Regions from separate parts of the Mus musculus genome. Here region 2 is linked to region 1. A link is a contact called in public HiChIP or PLAC-seq data. All regions are on one chromosome and are shown on one strand. Each heading gives the region's core, a stretch centred on a gene start, on an enhancer-like site or on the middle of the called end of the contact. The rest is flanking DNA. Distances are from core to core; before and after follow the strand shown. Region 1 overlaps Wdr70 (WD repeat domain 70). Region 2 overlaps Wdr70 (WD repeat domain 70).

The links. HiChIP or PLAC-seq counts read pairs in DNA pulled down with a chosen protein or histone mark.
Region 2: an HNF4G HiChIP or PLAC-seq map of pancreatic cancer cells shows a contact between it and region 1. The contact joins two enhancer-like sites. A contact is called at or near these places in 2 of 15 datasets of contacts at CTCF or cohesin (CD8 T cells and the NIH/3T3 cell line), 7 of 484 Hi-C or Micro-C datasets (the C2C12 cell line, embryonic stem cells, nephron progenitors and 1 more), 5 of 115 datasets of contacts at active chromatin or transcription factors (CD8 T cells, cardiomyocytes, embryonic fibroblasts and 2 more) and 1 of 9 other capture datasets (adipose tissue).

Annotation. Positions count from the first base shown.
Region 1 is chr15:7,890,070-7,893,897 of GRCm38.p6, reverse strand. All of the region lies in intron 13 of Wdr70 (WD repeat domain 70), which reads left to right. It also overlaps the pseudogene Gm7686. Among named protein-coding and RNA genes, the nearest start is that of Gdnf, 76 kb to the right of the region's middle. Within about 2 kb of position 1,762, at least 23 of the 459 cell types and tissues checked have an H3K27ac peak or open chromatin away from gene starts, as enhancers often do. A contact at or near this core is called in the C2C12 cell line and pancreatic cancer cells, where this site is marked.
Region 2 is chr15:7,930,232-7,933,758 of GRCm38.p6, reverse strand. The region is part of intron 10 of Wdr70 (WD repeat domain 70); the gene reads left to right. Among named protein-coding and RNA genes, the nearest start is that of Gdnf, 120 kb to the right of the region's middle. Within about 2 kb of position 1,963, at least 58 of the 459 cell types and tissues checked have an H3K27ac peak or open chromatin away from gene starts, as enhancers often do. A contact at or near this core is called in the C2C12 cell line and pancreatic cancer cells, where this site is marked.

The DNA.
Region 1 (3,828 bases), core at 513-3,012:
TATCGTCTGCTATGGCTGTTGTGTGAACCACTTTCTTCTTTCTCCGAGGGGTTCCTTTCCCACCAATGCACACTTGGTGGGTTTTTCCTGGTTCATGATCGTTTCTTTCATCTTGTCAGAGTGGAAATGGGGCTGCTCGGGGGGACTAAGGTTCAGGCGCACACACTCAGGGATGCAGACTCACTAGGGCTTCTTATACACAGGGCTGCACAACTGTGCACATCTATTTTCCAAATAGGTACCAGGTGGGTTATGGGAAGTCACTGAACTTGCTGCTTCTTCCAAGGAATCAGGTTTGCTTCTTTGTCCTTCTTCCACGAGACAGAAACCAAAGGTGAAAATCACAGATGGTGTGTGGTGTTCAGTGAGGGTCAGCAGCTAGGAAGGACCAGGAAGTGGTGTTTGAACATAATCCCGTTTAAGGTATAAAATTATAAGGATGCTGGGCTTGTCTTCTGTTTAGATATATGCATCACACACATGTAAGGTGTTGCTCAGGCATTGAGTTCGTTTATAGCAACGTTTGTGAACCCTGATTTACTGGTACCATCTGCTCCCCGTCTCCTGGCGTTGCTGGGGTTCAGTGGAAGGCACTTGAATTCTGGGCCAGCATTCTTCCACCGAGCCACGGTCTCAGCCTCCTTTTTCCTTTCAAAAATCAACTTGATAAGATTCTAGTTCTACGTTGCAAAGGTTTGGGAACGATTTAAAACCTCCCAGTTTTGTTCACTGTTCAATACAAGGCTCCACTGCATAGTACATAGCATAAGGAAATAAACGAGAGAGTCGGGGTACCCGTTCCCTCCCCTCTGTAAGTTACGCAAGCACTGCCCTCTCCCGGTCTCAGTTTACTTTGTTTGTTTGCTTGGTGTTTTTTATCTATGAGATGAATGAGGTTACTACTTTTGTAAAGACCTCCAGGGCTCAGTGGGAAGACACTTGCCGCCAAACCTGATGGCCCGAGTGCAGTACCCCAGCTGCGCACGGTGGACAGAGAAGACTGTCTTCCAAAACTTATCCTCTGACTTTCTTATTTTTGTCATAGCACATGCGCCCCCCATACATAAACAAGTAAATGTAATAAAAATAAATGAATAATAATATAAAATTCCAGGTACCTACAGTTCCTTTCTCACATGTCCTAAAATTCACGTTCACTCCCTGCTCTTCTTTCCTCCCCTGCTCGTCTCCATGGTTTCAGTTAAAGTAAACCAGAAAACCATAGAAATAATTACTTGGAATTTTTGTGGCCATCTCACTTTTGCTAAGGCGTAGTTCCAGAATCGCTGCCTTGGAATCCTGACACTGTTGGTAGTGTACGCCACTCTCTTCATCTCCCCTCTTCCTTTTGGTATCTGCAGGGATAGAAGATCTCTGTGTTGAGGACATCTGTGTATTGTAACTGAGCATGGCCATCTTGCTTATGAGTGCCATCATTACTTGCTAGCTCTTGGTGCCAGCTGCTAGAGCTAAGTCCTTCCAGTGCAGTTTGTGGTAAAGGCTGTCTCTTTGGTATTGTAGGTCTGGTGTTCCTGGGACTGTCTCTCGTCCCTTGATTTGGGAATGTCTTTCCCTTGCTTTGCAGCACTGTTCAGAACATGTCAAAGGTCCAGGCATGTTAACCAAAGAGGCATCTCTTAAAGAGAGGATGAAGGAGCTTGGGCTGTTTGGCTAAATGAGTGATTGCACTCTCTTTCTTTGTATTTATAACTCATCTGTCTTCTGATGGTTCTGGGCTCCTAGCAGGCACGTGTCCATTGTTGTTGAGCAAAGCCCAGTGTATATGTCTGACAAATTAGCAGTGTGGCAACTCTGCTTGCTGCCGCCGGACTCAGGGATTGTTTGGTTTGGCAAATGGCCAGCTCTCTGCTATAAGATGCATTTCCTTGACAGGACAAAGTATGGAGGCACATTAGCTGCAAAGTTTGCAAAGGTCAGCTAAACACATACAATAAATATTAATAAACAAAAAAGGCCCACCCACCTTTGACTTTGAACTCTTGTTTCTTCACTCTGTGTTTTGGAATCCCTGTAGGATTTGATTAATAACCAGTCTTAAGGTAATTGAGCCTCAAGTGTCCTGTGCCTAAGCTGATCTTCTCGCCGGCCTCCCATTGGCTGCCTGGGTGACTCATTGCCACAGTGGAGTGGTCTCTGGACTAACTGTTTAGGTCAAGGGCTCTTACTTGCAATCCCCTGCTTGTGCGTGAGAAGCGGGTAAATGTGATTGTCTGCCAGCGACTGCTGGGCAGTCCTGTGGGCTGTGTCTTGGAGCTCTGGAGATAAAGAATTGGAGCAGGAATAGAGGTGAAATGCCTTCAGACTCCCTGGAAAGCAACCAGACGTTGGTCTGTTGGCCTGAGCAGTCGCCTCTCTAACATTTACACCCTCTGTGGAAAGGGAGAGAGTAACAGTAACCTGCTGCCCCTGGAAACTGCCTGTTTGGCTGGGTGTCTTGGAATTTATCAGGCCTACATTGTGGATCTTTTCCAATTCTGCACCCTGCTCACTTGAGAACCAGTAACTGCTTAGCCAGACCTGTAGAGAACCAAGGAAGAGAAAGAACTCTAAAGCCATGTCGCTAGCATTGTCCTGGGACCATTCGTGGGTGGCTGGGGTTTCTGAAGGCACTTGAAAGCCCCTTGGCCCCTTTTCTTGCTCTCTGGTTCATAGGTGTCTATTCTCTCCAGGACTACAGAAAGAATCAACCCTGCTGGATTTGTATGATGGTTGGTTATAATACACAGACATCAAATTCTTCCTGATGGAAAAGGATAGTTTTTAAATTGAAAATTGTCTCCAACTCTGCTTAACAAAGTAACCCATTCAGGAATAGCTTTTAACTTACTTGAAGAGTACCAGACATTAATCTAAGGACCCGGAATATACTGCTGAACAAAGCTAATCCAGATCTCTGGCCATGGAACATGAATTCTAGTTGAGAAAGGCATAGCAAAATTAATTTAAAAAATCAAATTCTGTATTAAAGATATATGCTATGGCGAAAGGGAAGCAGAGTGAATGGAGTTAAAGGGCCATGGCTTTAAATAAAGTGGGCTTAAAGGGTAACATCATTAGGGCCTGAGTAGGGGAGAATGGACTCCTGTGCCCTCTGCCCTCTGCCCTCTGCCCTCTGCCCTCTGCACATGCACTGTGGTGCACACATCCTCCCTCCTCATAACTAACCAAATGCATGTAGAGGAGAGAACATTAGGAAGGAAAACTGAGCCATCAAGTGTAAAGGACTCCAGTGGTTCAAATGGGGCAAGTGTGTCTACTGTCACTGTTGTTTGATTTGCTTTTTAACACTTGCTTGCTAGCCGACATTGGAGAGCAGCGCCCCAGATTTGAGGAAAGCTAAGGAAATGTGGAGACCTGTTCTTTCAGCCCGCCCCACCCCCACCTTCACCTCCACGGGGCGGGGCAGGAGGATGCCAACACTGACTCTGGAATGACTCAGCCCACTTCAGTGGCACACAGCTTACAAACCACCTTGGAGTATTGTTGGATGTGAATTAGCAACTTGCAGGCTCTTTGTAGCTTTCTCCATAGTTCTGGAGTATCAGAAAAGGGTTTGCAGCCATTTAAGCATCACCAGTCAGGTGAGAGTAGAGTTTCTACCAAAGGGATTTCAGAGTTTGCAGGTCTTCCTTCTTAATGGAAGAGCGGGATGTTAGAGGCAAGGGCTAAAGAAGGCCAGCCTGCGGAGACAGGGCTGCAGTGCAGGAGACAGGGCTGCGGTGCAGCAGACAGGGCTGCAGTGCTTTGATCTTCTCTCGAGGACCTCAGATGTCAGTTGTCCCTCTTTCCCTTTAGTCCGTGTGCATG
Region 2 (3,527 bases), core at 714-3,213, 40 kb before region 1:
GAGACCAGTAGGATGCTGCTGAGAACAGTCCAGATCCACATTAGTGTCAGGAGGAGCCGACCCAGGACAGCTAGTCCTACCTTATTATGCATCCCATTCTCTCCTTGGCAGCTGGCAATGAGAGCACCTGCAGCACTGATGAGGAAATGCAATGGGTGAACAGGCTTAATAGACACAGCGTGTAGCTCACAGTAATGCTAGCTGCTGATAGCTTCTATAGCTATGTCTGTGTGTGTTGTTCTTGTTTGTTTTATTGCCCCTGTTTAGACAAGAGACGGGTAGTATCTGCCTTAGACCAATGAGTGTGTAATAGTGTAAAGTGATGTATTACATAGTTGGAGGAACAGTTACTCCGTGTTACCAGTCTCAAGCTACACTGCTGGTCCTGGGGCTGTAAGGTGACTGGATTCACTGAGCGCTATTATTATTGTGCTGTCCCATGCATACTCAAAGAAGGAACATGACAGTTTTTCAAAAAGTAGATATTTGAGTGAGTAGCCTTTCTCCTGGAGCCAGAGGCAAGTATTTGACTTTTTGCTCTGACAGTTTCTTGTCATGTATATATGGGTAAGTTTTCTTGTTGGCCAAATGAGATAATTATGTGTAGTTCAGAGAGGAGGAAATTAGCGAATATAGTGTAGCTGTCCCAAGTAGCAACATATTAGATAAATGTAGCTACTGTTATTATCATCATCCTTTGTGTTATTATTGTCACCACCAGTATAACAAGTTAAGAGTATTTCTAAATTACAAGGGATACCTTCCTTTGGGCTAACAGTGATCTCGTAAGCATAGGACTTTCCTTAAACATTATATATGTTTTCTAATCCACAAATCAGCTAGTTTGGGGCCGAATCTAGTTTGCCATCTCCTTGTGTGGATGCTGTTTTGTGGGCTTTTGTTTATTGACACACATTTGTATCCATTTGTCCACGTACTGTGTCTGTCTGTGGTACTCAGCAGAAGTAAGTCCTTGTAACAGGATCTGTAAAGTTCTCAAAGTCTAAAATAGTTACTGTTTGATCTATCCTTTCCAGGCAAGTCCACCAAGCCTTGCTCAAGACGCATGTTTCCCACTTAAGGACCAGAGAGTACTAGTTCAGTCCATGCTGGTGTATGTTATCTGAAAAAATAGTTCCGTAGTCAAACTTAGGGGAATGTTAGAGAGGTTGATTTATTCCAGGACGGTTACTTAAAAGACTCTGGCTTTTAATATACTGATGTGCATTGTGAATCTTCAAGATGAGGCCATGGTATGCAAATAAACTCTAGTTTCCCAGGCTTGCTTGGCCATGGCCCTCCAATACGATGATGTTACACACAGCATTCATTCTCTGGGAAACCCTGTTCTTGGACTGTCTCTGGGAGGATTAAATCATTCCTCTTAGTGATTTAAGTGATAGCCTCATTTGGAGACCTGTACAAGATTCTGGAATTCTGTATTGGTTACCCCATTTTTCTAATCAAAATTGTATTTGCTTAAAATCAGAACAGTTAAACATACATGTCACATATTCAATCTAATCAGACATTATCCCCAACTCAAATGATTCTTATGATATCTCATGATTATGAGCCAGAATCTCAAAGTCCAAGACAAGCTGTTTCTTCACTTCATGCCTTCTTGAAAATGTAAAAGTACAAACCCTTTGTGAGTTTTTTTTACCCACCCACACTTCTAAAGCATAAATCTAGAGCACCTAACTGGTATAACAACTGATCTCAGCTAGGGTTTATAAGAGAGGAGATTAATGTGAAGGTAGCTTTTGCCCTAGCCTTAAGGGGCTTGTTTTATAGACTAAAGTAAACACCTTGAATTTCAATTTGCAAGCACGCAGGGAGCCAGAAGATTCCAGAGCACTGGCGTCATATTCTGCCTGTGACTCACATAGCTCAGTGGCTGAGCGTTCTCCGCAGCTGCAGTTTCCAGCTGGCCACCAGATAGAACCCTAGGTAGTCATACACTGCAGTCACGTGGTCTGAGATGACCAAACAGGCATATCATTGCGACATAGCCTGTTTGTGAATGAAAGCTGGACTGTCCTTTTGCCAAACCCAGATAGAAAACAAATGCTCGATCGCACTGGTTGCTGTGGGGCTGTGGTGGTTGCAGCAGTGACCCTGCACTAAGTTAGAGCTCTGCTGGGAGGTGCAGTCCTGCTCGTAAGTATGTCCTCCTTCTCTCTGGGTGAGTTCCTCACCAGTAGCTCAAGATCAGTACTTAAGCATTCTGTCACACTCCAGACCTGATGGACTTAAAACTAGGAAATGCTTCGTAGAATGGTGGCCAAACATGTGTTCGCCTTCCCAATGGTTCATCAGGTCAAGAAGATCTCATGTCTTACCTTTAGTTCTTTGCTATATGTATGAAGGAATCTCTGTAAATGTTATTGCATTGTAAATGTAGGTCCTGAATTTTTCATTGATTCATTTCACGGTTTAAGGAATGATAAGTGGACTGTTCGGTGTCCTCCATTGTTGGCTACTGTCATTTGATGGACAGCATGTAGCACTTATCCATGTGTGCTGGAATCCAAAGTTCTGTCCTCATGCTTCAACCGCAATCACTTAACCCCCGTGTCATCTCTGCATCACCATGACTGTCTTTTATCTCTAAATCATTTCTTTAAAAGAAAGGAAAGAAAAAGGGAGTCATGAATGGTAGGAGGAAATGTTTGATCTCTAATGTTCATTCTCAATTTGATTGGATTAAGAAATTAATTAGTGAGGCACATTTTGGGGTGTCTCAGAGGGCAGGCCTTTCCAGATAGGATGAATTGAGTGACAGAGACAGAATATGAGCATCAGACTGAATGAAAGGGCTAAAAAGGATAAAACCAGTTGGCCTGCCTTTTATGGTCATCCCAAATGTGAGGAAGCTCCTAGTGCCACCCGTGTGGCGTGCCACATCTGCGAGCTGTTCCTGCTGCCGTGAGCTTCCTTGCCATGATGGGCTGTAACCTCAAGTTATGAGCCAAGGCAAATCCTCCCTTGCCTAAGTGGCTTCTTGTTAAGACATTTTGTCACAGCAATAGGTAACTAAAAGAGAAAGGAAAATAGACAGGAAAAACATCAAAAAGGAAACGTCAGAAATATGAGGCAAAGTCTACCTAGCACCATAAAGAAAAGCACTGTATGGTGAATCCTTCTATGTCTTCAGATGAGGTGTCTCCAGGCAATCTCTTCTCTCACTGTTTAATCATCCATATTACATTATGTTAACCTGATATTAGGAAATGTATAAAAGAAATGACTATAATCACTGGAAATAAACTACAACATCTAGAGATAATGGTTATCTGAAGCTAACAATAGCCAGAGTTAACAAACATTGCTAGAGTGAATTCTTACTCCCATAGGTAGGCACAAAATGGGCAAAAGACAGGTGCCATGACCATTTTAAGTACGAGGCACACTGAAGTACAGTTACGTTGAACCGAAGGGAAACAGGACCAGTTTATGATGAATATGGTTTGGCAGAATGTTGAATTCTGAGAAAATTGTATGGCACCAGACAATACTTGTCT